Regions from separate parts of the Zea mays genome. Here regions 1 and 2 are each linked to region 3. A link is a contact called in public Hi-C data. All regions are on one chromosome and are shown on one strand. Each heading gives the region's core, a stretch centred on a gene start, on an enhancer-like site or on the middle of the called end of the contact. The rest is flanking DNA. Distances are from core to core; before and after follow the strand shown. Region 1 holds the start of LOC100192099. Region 2 holds the start of LOC103640928 (protein RETICULATA-RELATED 1, chloroplastic). Region 3 overlaps LOC103640927 (lysine-specific demethylase JMJ705).

Evidence for each region. Hi-C and Micro-C count contacts between places; a contact is called where the count stands out from the background.
Region 1: a Hi-C map of ear shows a contact between it and region 3, with 4 times the contacts expected there. The contact joins the promoter of LOC100192099 here to the enhancer-like site in region 3. A contact is called at or near these places in 2 of 25 Hi-C or Micro-C datasets (ear and tassel).
Region 2: a Hi-C map of leaf shows a contact between it and region 3, with 6 times the contacts expected there. The contact joins the promoter of LOC103640928 here to the enhancer-like site in region 3. A contact is called at or near these places in 4 of 25 Hi-C or Micro-C datasets (ear, endosperm, leaf and 1 more).

The regions. Positions count from the first base shown.
Region 1 is chr10:19,719,143-19,722,228 of Zm-B73-REFERENCE-NAM-5.0, forward strand. It overlaps LOC100192099, which reads right to left and starts at 1,745. Exons shown (of 5, transcript NM_001137522.1): 1 at 994-1,745; 2 at 704-866; 3 at 216-379; 4 at 1-129. The coding sequence starts at 1,739.
Region 2 is chr10:20,331,183-20,334,269 of Zm-B73-REFERENCE-NAM-5.0, forward strand. It overlaps LOC103640928 (protein RETICULATA-RELATED 1, chloroplastic), which reads left to right and starts at 1,478. Exons shown (of 8, transcript XM_020545303.2): 1 at 1,478-2,031. The coding sequence starts at 1,624.
Region 3 is chr10:20,060,200-20,063,147 of Zm-B73-REFERENCE-NAM-5.0, forward strand. It overlaps LOC103640927 (lysine-specific demethylase JMJ705), which reads right to left. Exons shown (of 7, transcript XM_020545573.2): 7 at 958-2,948. The coding sequence ends at 1,412. Among protein-coding and RNA genes, the nearest start is that of LOC103640927, 11 kb to the right of the region's middle. Within about 2 kb of position 1,527, at least 7 of the 20 cell types and tissues checked have an H3K27ac peak or open chromatin away from gene starts, as enhancers often do. A contact at or near this core is called in ear and leaf, where this site is marked.

The sequences.
Region 1 (3,086 bases), core at 495-2,994, 340 kb before region 3:
CATTTCTCCACAACATTGCTGCTGAACTTCTGCATGGACAGGTGGATATACTTGCCTCCAAACTGTTGCGCAAGGCTTGAATTCGCAGTTGGTATCTTCAAGTCCAGTACAACCTGGACAACGTAGTTCCTGCAACCATAAAAATCTTGCAAGTTGGTTCCAGAGATGCAACCTGATAAAAGTATGAGGAATTTTGGACAGAGTAGTGTTGTTACCCATATGCATCTTCGGCAAGCTTAAACCCATTGTGAGCAATGGCGGCAACCAGCTTGTCCCTGTGCTCACCACGCGACCGCGCAATGCACCGCTGTAGGACACAGCAACCGTGGATTTGCATCCCGATATCGACGCAGTGGAGTGCAGCAGCAGCAAAGATCGCCTGAAGGTTGTAGCTTGTCAGTTAATATATATCTGATCTTAAACGAAAAGTGAGGCCACAAACTTCAGACATGTGAAAGCGGTCCAAGACAAATCTGACATCAATCAGTGTCAAAAGAATGTCAATGGCCATAATACAGTTACAGAATTACTTATATCTGCCTTATCGTCTCTTTTTTTTCTGAATGGAAAGGTTTGGTCTAAATTTTGTAACAAAGAGCTCATCTACAGAAGATGTAACCACTAGAATAGTAAAAGAAAAAAAGCTCTAAACTTCAGAGCAAATGGCGGCATACAAAAATTCCAGATGCACACCCATACAGACCTTATTATCGTTTGAAGCAAACGAATGCAAACACTTTTGCACGACATGGTTGCCATTGGTATCCTTGATGAGCTCCAAGAAGCCAGGGCGCAGAGCATCCATGACAAGACCAATCTCTTCCCTTGCACTGAGTCTCTCGATCAGCTTCTGCACCGCCCGTGTTCTGAAACGCCATCACCGAATTCAACCAAAACCACAAGCCACCCAGGGGCAAAAGCAAAAATATGCACATTGATAACAACAACAACAACAACAAACAAAAAAATCTGGGAGTGAATTGACAGTTATACCCATGGACGTTGAGGGATATCCTGACGAGCGCGAAGGGGTCGGCGGTGAGGGTGAGCACAAGCGTCATCCTCTGCCCGTCGTCGCAGACGGCGAGCAGCTTCTGCATGAGGTAGTTCCCGAACGGGTCCACCATCAGCTGCGCGGCGTGGCGCGAGACGCCGGCGAAGATATAGTCGACCTCGCGCTTGCCGTCGTCGAGCCTCTGCTGCAGCAGGCGGCACCCGTGCTGGTCGCGCGCCATGTGGTACATGACCCCGCGCAGGCCGGCCAGGCTCTCGCCGTGCCACTTGGCCGCCGCGGCGGCTCCGCACTTCTTGGGGCTCGTCGTCATCACCGAGCCGTTCTTCCTCCTCACGCTCTTGCACCGGGCCCTCGGCGTGGCGGGAGAAGGCAGAGGCACATAAGGCGGCGGGGAGCACCGGATGTCCCAGCCGTCGGCCGCGGCGGCGTCGTCGAAGGTGACGGGAACAAACAGAGAGCGCATGTGCGCGTAGTGGCTGGCCATGGAGAACGAGTGCATGGCGACAAGGTTCTCGCCTTTCGTGGGGAAGCCGTAGCCGGTGGCAGCGCCCGGCGCCGGCAGCTCGTCGTCGCCGTCGACGAGGCCCATCGCGGCGAGCTCGTGGATGAGGAAGGAGAGGTCGGCGTCGTCGTCCGCGCCGGCCTCGCTGCCGCCGAGGAGGCCGACGTGGTGGAGGAGGGGGATCTCGTTCAGCAGAATCTCCATCTCCCTGTCGACCTTCATCTTTCCCCGGTGAATTAGCTGCCGGACTCCGATCGGATCTTTCGATATGGGGAAACTGCGTGGGGAGTGATCGGATTGGGTTCTATTGGTCCGCGGAGAAGGATTGGGATTGGAGCGAGGGGGGAAGGTGGTTTCTTGGAGACGGGTTGTTGAGACATGCAGAGGAGGAAGGAGAGTGGCGGTGGTGGTGGGTGTTATATACGGATAGAGCGGGAAAGTAGTGGTGACTGAGGTGAGGTGGGGAGAGTGCCTGCTCTTTATTACCGAGTTTATTTGGACATTGTCTCTAACCCTTTTTTTTTATTTTGACATATCTACAAATTTTACAATTTAACTATCCTAATAGCATATCCAACAAGAAGTCTTATAACTGAGTCCAACAAGAAGTCTTATAACTGAATCTTAAAAACTAAAATATGATCTGATTTGAAGCGCACAAAAAAAATTTGTAGTTCTAATAGTTGGTCTTATAAAATAAATCATGTTATTTAGAAAAAGAAAGGTTAGAAACAGTGTACAGCATATGGGGTCTATACGTAGGACTCGAGAGACTGAACCTGTAGTTATTTGATGATGATTTTTTTTAAAAAAAAAATAGGATCCCTATTAGAGCAAGTTTTTGGTGTTAGAGTGCTACAATTCGAAATACAACTCAGATTATGACTCTGGTTGGAGATGCTTTAACATAGTAAGAGAAAACCATGTTCTAGTTGAGCCTATAGAGAAAGCAAAAACATGTATGTGAACTATATACTTAAAGAAGAAGAAAAAAATGTCGGTGTATGTTGTGTTTATAATCAGACCCCCTTTTGTTTTCTTCCCGTTGTATATTTGTCCGTCTTCTTTGAGACATTCAGATGGATACAGGATATGGTTACCATGCATTTGAAGTGAACAAATCTAGTCTCAAGCAAGCCGATACCATGTTCTATCTCCGCTGGTAAAGATCTGTAGCCGAAGCCTAGTGTGCCCTGGTATTTTTCACTCACAACAATTAATCCTGCGAAGGAGGTCACTCCACACGCACACACAGAGAGAGAGAGACAGAGAGAATATCTGCGAGTTTACCGATTCAGAGCAAATCTATTTTGAGGTTAACGGTTGCACGACGATTGGGCCCACTCCTTGACACTGACCCATTCCTGTGGTCCTCCGGTGTTGCCCAAGTGTGCTGGTGATACTTTCACAACAAGACATGGCTCGGATCCGATCCGCCCGGTGCGCTTTTTGGCCATGCTGTCAGCGACACATGCCTGCACTGCGCTGCACCTTTTTATTTTCAGGAGCTAGAAATATCTCTATGTGCAGGATATTTCTGCCTGCTGACTGCTGAGGAAGGAGCTCAGA
Region 2 (3,087 bases), core at 228-2,727, 270 kb after region 3:
GGTAAACAAATCGCCGTGTTCATTTGTGTTGATCTCCATTCGATTTGTTTATCCCCTCTCCTCTCTTTAAAAGTTCCCTTGCACATATTGGTTTGAGTTGGCTCCCAAAGTTATCCGCATTGATTGAGCAACTCTTAGCAAGGAGAACTATCTTTCGCACTCCAAATTATCTCTAAAACTAACCCCGAGCATAATGCATGTTTAAAGTTTGTAAATTTGAGATTTCGCCTATTCAACCCCCTCTAGGCGACTTTTAGATGAATTCTAGTTGTGTTAGTGGCAAACCCCCTAGCCAGCTGCCTGTGATGGCCTTATCTGCTACGTTTCGTATTCCGCATTTTGATCACATTAATGACTATGTTATGTTAATGACTCTATGGATGTCTTGGACATCTTGATGTAATAAAGTACCTTTTCCGCTATTTATTTGAGCAATGTGTAATGATGTCCTATTATGTTATCGCTGTGTACGTGAGTTTCTGATCCTGACACGTACATGGTTCGCATTCGGTTTGTCTTCTAAAACCGGGTGTGACACACGCGGACTGTCCGACCCTGTACGTAGATTGTCCATGTGTGTATGTTCGGGTTCACGCGTCATACAACGACCCTAGCATGGATTTTGGTGGTTCGATTCGAAAAACGGGGTCAGTCACCCGTTGGTTCGGACGGTCCGTGCTCATGCGCGGACGGTCCGGCTGTACGCCACCGATATGTGTAGAAAGCTATGGTTGTTTAGGAGATGTGTTTATCGGAATCCCATAAAGTGGTTGGGATTGGTCGTGCCGATTTGCAGTCGATGAATCACATGTATTTTCCTTAGTTTCAACCTCGTGCGAAGGAAAACTAGCAACATCAGATTTATCAAATGCACGTGCTAGCCTTTTGTAATCATCTTGCATACCCCTATTATTTGTTGCATCTGTTCTCGTTGTTCATCTATGTAGGATCTAGGAGCTTGGATTTTATTTGTTTAACTTACCTTGGTGTAGCTACAGTATGTCGTTGCGAAGCTAGGTTAGTTGCCCATTGTCGGACGACCTTATAATTCGTGTCCACCTTGAAGTTGGTCAGGAATTTGGCCTGAGCCTCCTTAATCAACTGTTCTTTATGCTCCTCGAATTCCTGTTGATCTGCAGCCGACAAAATCTCCATAGTCGACTCGATAATGTTACCGGGAGAGACATTGAAATGATCTCTTGAACCGGCCATTGAGGGCCCGATCTGATAGATCCTCATGCCTTGTCCCCAACGGAGTCGTCAAAAAATATGTTACGCTGATCTGGGCGCCAATCACGGCGAGGTATACCTATGGTGCTCTCCGCGGCAGGGCCAACGGTCTGCGACCTAGGGCCAACGGTCTGCGACCTGCGGTAGGAACAGAGTCTTCTCGGCGTCGAAGCCAAACAGTTCGCGCGTGCGCAGAGACGACGACGTTTGCCAACAACACTACCAACACTTGGATCTTTACCATCGGGATTCTGTCAGGGATGATAGATTCGTCAAAATCAAACATGCCTTCACCACGGCGATGAAGAGATAGCCTCGTCTTTCGATAAAGCTCCCGACGGCACAGCGCGCAGGCCCATTACCAACCCTACCCTGTCCTTCGTTGCGCCTCCCATGGCGTCGTCACTCGCTGCCTTCCACCCCACTCTTTCCCCGGACCAACCCATAACCCATCCGCATCGCTGCCCTGCGCGCCCCAACCCCACCACCGGTCTCCTCCGCCTCCTCCCGCCCTGCCGTCGCGCTCGTGCTCCCGCGCTCGTCCGCCTCGCCGTTTCTGCCTCCTCCACCTCTGCCCCGCTCCCATCGGCCGATCGGTCGGAGGCCGCGTCGTCGCTTGAGAGATGCCTCTTGTTGACGGGGGCGGGGATGGAAACGGGGGCGATGCCACCAGCCTCGGCCCCGCCGCGCGCCGCGCCAGTGATGAAGGGGGGACGGAAGCAGCGCAGCACATTAGGAGCCGTCACGCTCGAGAAGGCCAAGCTCGATCTCTCCCAGCGTCGCAAGAAGATCATGCCCGAGGTTGTTATCTAATCCTAATCCTCTCGCAGGTTTGCGTAATTTTTGCTGGAGGAAGGGGCATTCCGAAATAAGGTTTAGAATTTTAGGGATAATAAGCCTTTAGAGTGCGGAATTTTTGCTGGATGCAATAGAGTGCGGAGTACCCATGTTTGGCACAGTGGTGACTACAGTGATCGAGTGCCAAGGTATTGGATAAGGTATGCAGGGCAGAAAGCGGGTGATGGTAGAATAGTTGTATGGAAATCATGGAAAAGATGTGCTTGTATTGTGTAACATGCTCTGTTTAGACTTGCTACTCGGCATGGATATTTGCTTCAAAATTTTTCTGATTACATCTTCAAAACAGAGAGTTTCCTATGCATTTTTCCATCCAAAGGTGTGTGCCTGAACGTGTCTTGCTACCGGTGGTGGAGGACACAAAGAAAATTAGGTGTGGCTTGATATATAGTAGAAAAAAGGAGACTACGATGCATATTACAGGAATTGAATACACAACCTGAACAACACAGTGCCAAGGTGTTACCACCACACCACAATGCCTTAGTTTCTGTATGGAAGCATATAACGGTTTTAATCGTTTAGGTATGGCGCCAGCCACACTGCGCCGTAATGAGTCCTCTGCCACTGCTTGCTACTGCGGATTCCATATTCTTTTAACAAATGCGCATGTTGTCTGGTGTTTGCTTTGCTTATACTATTTCTCCCATGCCATAGGGAATAGGCATTCTGAAAAGGGTCAGAACTACTCCTTTTAGTTATAAAGGGGCAGAACAAAGTGTCATGCACATAAGGCGACTGGGTGTTGCCTTACCCCTAAGGCGATCATGACACTTTGTTCTTGCAATCTTAGCTTGTTTATCCCTATGGACACGAACCTGAAAACAAAAGACCGTCATCACAAGCTTATGTTGACAGGCAACACACTCCCTAGGTCACCTTACAATCCAAGCATGCTCATTTATCCTCCCTTCTTGTGAGGACAAAGTCAACCTGACTAGAGTGTTGGCAACTAGTATAGATCACTAAATGGGAATCTCTCTTCCAAAAGGTGTTGGC
Region 3 (2,948 bases), core at 277-2,776:
GCTTGGTGCTTAGCTGGTGCATCAGCTCTACAAGACCTCCTCCTGCGCCAGCTCCCTAGGGGACCCTAGCAGTTTGGCTACTGGTTGTTGCTTTGGTCGTGATGTTGCTCTGTGTGCGTGGCACGTTGTGTTATTGTCAAGGGAGTCTTGGCCTATGGGCCTTTGTATTAGGGGTTGACAAGTCTTGTCTCTCCTATGTTTTTTCTTCTTAATATAATTACACGTAGCTCTACTGCGTTTGTTAAGAAAACGTGTTAATGTTCAGAAATAAATGTTAACCGGTCTGATAGGTCATAAGATGATTTTAAGTGAAACGAACTAATCAAAGCACCAAGATAAACAAATATATCATATATCTAGATGTTTTAATCTTGTAATAGTGCTTTTGCTAAACTGAATTGTTTTGGATTAGGCGTGTTCCTTGGCAAAACAACCCTGTGTCATTATGCTTTGCTTGAAGAAATTCTGTGATTGCATTTTTTTCTTTACATGGTTGCTCCATCCTTTTTGTTTCAAATTATTTACTATATATACAAATCAATATTTCAGGCAAACGTGAGTTGTTTAAGTACTGAAACGACAGGTCATATTCAGCAACATGATTACAAGCATTCGCGCATCATATTAGATTTTTGGTTTAGTCTAACATCACATTGAAGAGGGAGATGAACGCAAGTGATGCAGCTTATGTGTTATCAATATTTGTCTCTGTTTTTATAAGATGGATCATATATTTCCTCGAAAGCGATCTTGATTGATTTTGTGTGAAGTGTATTTTTAATGACATGGGTCATGTTTTTCCTTGGAAACGACCATGAGATTGGTTGTGTATTTGCATGAAAGTTAAGGATATAATTTCCTGAAAAATACTCAATACTGTAACACAATACTCATGTAGGTAGCTTCTTATCAGTATCCAGCCATGATGGAATCCAAATCAGTGAGCCAGAGCTTTCCAACAAGTGATTCTATTTTTGCGATAATCGTTTCAAGAACTGCCAAATGAATCCTACATCAAAACTAGCAGGCGCCGTACACTAATTCCTTCCAGATTTTAAAAAATGTAAAAATAAGAAAGGAGCACTTCAGTACAGAATTACACGCATGTTAATAACAGGCGCCGTACACTAAATCCAACGTTCCTGTCAACAGAAACTTCCCGATTTCTAAGTATGAACGAAAGAACGATACAATTGACATGGTACAATCTCAGTCACCAGCAGGTCAGTTGGACCTAAAGCGACAGTGAATGAGCTGTTATGTTGCAGCGGTAATAAACAATGAAATGAATTAGACTCCTAATGCAGATTAATTCTGCAAACAATGGAACCTGGCGCAATTATTCGATTAGCATCCATCCCCTTCAGATCGCTCGCCGTCAGAGAAGAAACCTGTACTTGTGCACGAGCAGTCAAAGGCCGCGTTTCTTTTTCTTGTCACACGAGTGGCCAGTCTTCCTCTTGTGGCGGCTGAAGTCCGACACAAACCGGAACGTCTGGGTGCAGCCAGGTTCCGTGCATGCGTACGGGCGCACCCCTGTATGCACCCTCATGTGCTCTGTCCTCGCCCATGGCCACTTGAATGTCTTCGCGCAGCCTGGGAATGAGCACATGAGCGGCCTTTCATCCAGGTGCACTTTGCGGTGCTGGAGCAAGTATTTATGGCAGAAGAACTTCTTCTTGCATCCTTTGACAGGACAGATGTCTCTCTTGTGCAGCGACAGGTCATGCTGGGTGCTGAAACTCATGTCACACCCTTCTATATCGCAAGAAAATTTTGCTCCTTTATCTCCATCGCCTGCCTGATGTTTACTGGTTTTTTTCTTGTCACCTTGCATCTTGGGTTTCACTTTCACAGCATCGGCCTTTTCTTTTGGAATTTCTTCAAAATTGGCTGCCGTTGTTCCATCTCCTCTTCTGTTGCACACTTCTATGTCACTTGATAATTTCATTTCCTTGCCTCCATTGTGCGAACCATCACTTGCCTGACATCTGCTGACTTTTTTCTTGCCACTTTGCATTTTGCCTCTAGATTTTACTCTCACGTCATCTGTTTTTTGTTTTCGAATTTCATTGCAGTCTATGTATGTGCCTTCATCTCCATCATCTTCATGAAGCAAATCCACAATGTCAGCCTTTTTGTGATTTTCTTGAAACTGCCTATTTGTTTTGTCATTCTTTTGCTTCTTAGTACTAATTTTCTTACCCATCTTTACCAATTTCTTGTTTACATTTGACAAACCATTACTTCCCTTCTCCTTGCTAAACCTCTTAGTGCCTAGCAATCGAGCACCAGATTTCACTGCTTTGACATCACCCCCTTGTGGTGGACTATTATCCCAGTCACCTATTGAGGTGTTTTCAGTGCCGTCTGTATCAAACCTGCAGTCAATGTCAACATTGTCCTTGTGTAGCTCATGAAAGCTGTTGCTTCTATTATTATCCTTTCGCCTCTTCAAACTTGATTTTTTATTTAGCGATTCATATTGTTGATGATGTCGGGTGTTCCGTGCTTCCACACTTTCATCTCCATCTTCATATTTGGCATGATTATCAGAATTTACAGGCTGATCATACACACTGCAGTGCAAAGCAGCTTCATCAGAAGCACTGGCACTGCATCTCTTCTTTTTGCCTCTAGATTTCTCAACAGAGTCCCCCTCTTTTCTTCTGGTTATCTTTTTTGAAGAATTTTGGTTGATCAGGGTAGTAGATCTTGTTGATTGTTCTTGCATCCTGTCACAACTAGCAGATAACATCGTTTTGCTGTAAACTGTTTCATGATTCTGTTCTACCTGTTCACAAGCTAAAAGTGGATGAACTTGGTTTGACATCCATTTTTTGCCACACCACCATCCAGCTACCTTTTTCTTTGTTGTGCTTGATCGCTGTCCATCTGCGAAGCTGTCTGGATTTTCCTGAGCAAATGCCTTGTAAATGATAGAATTG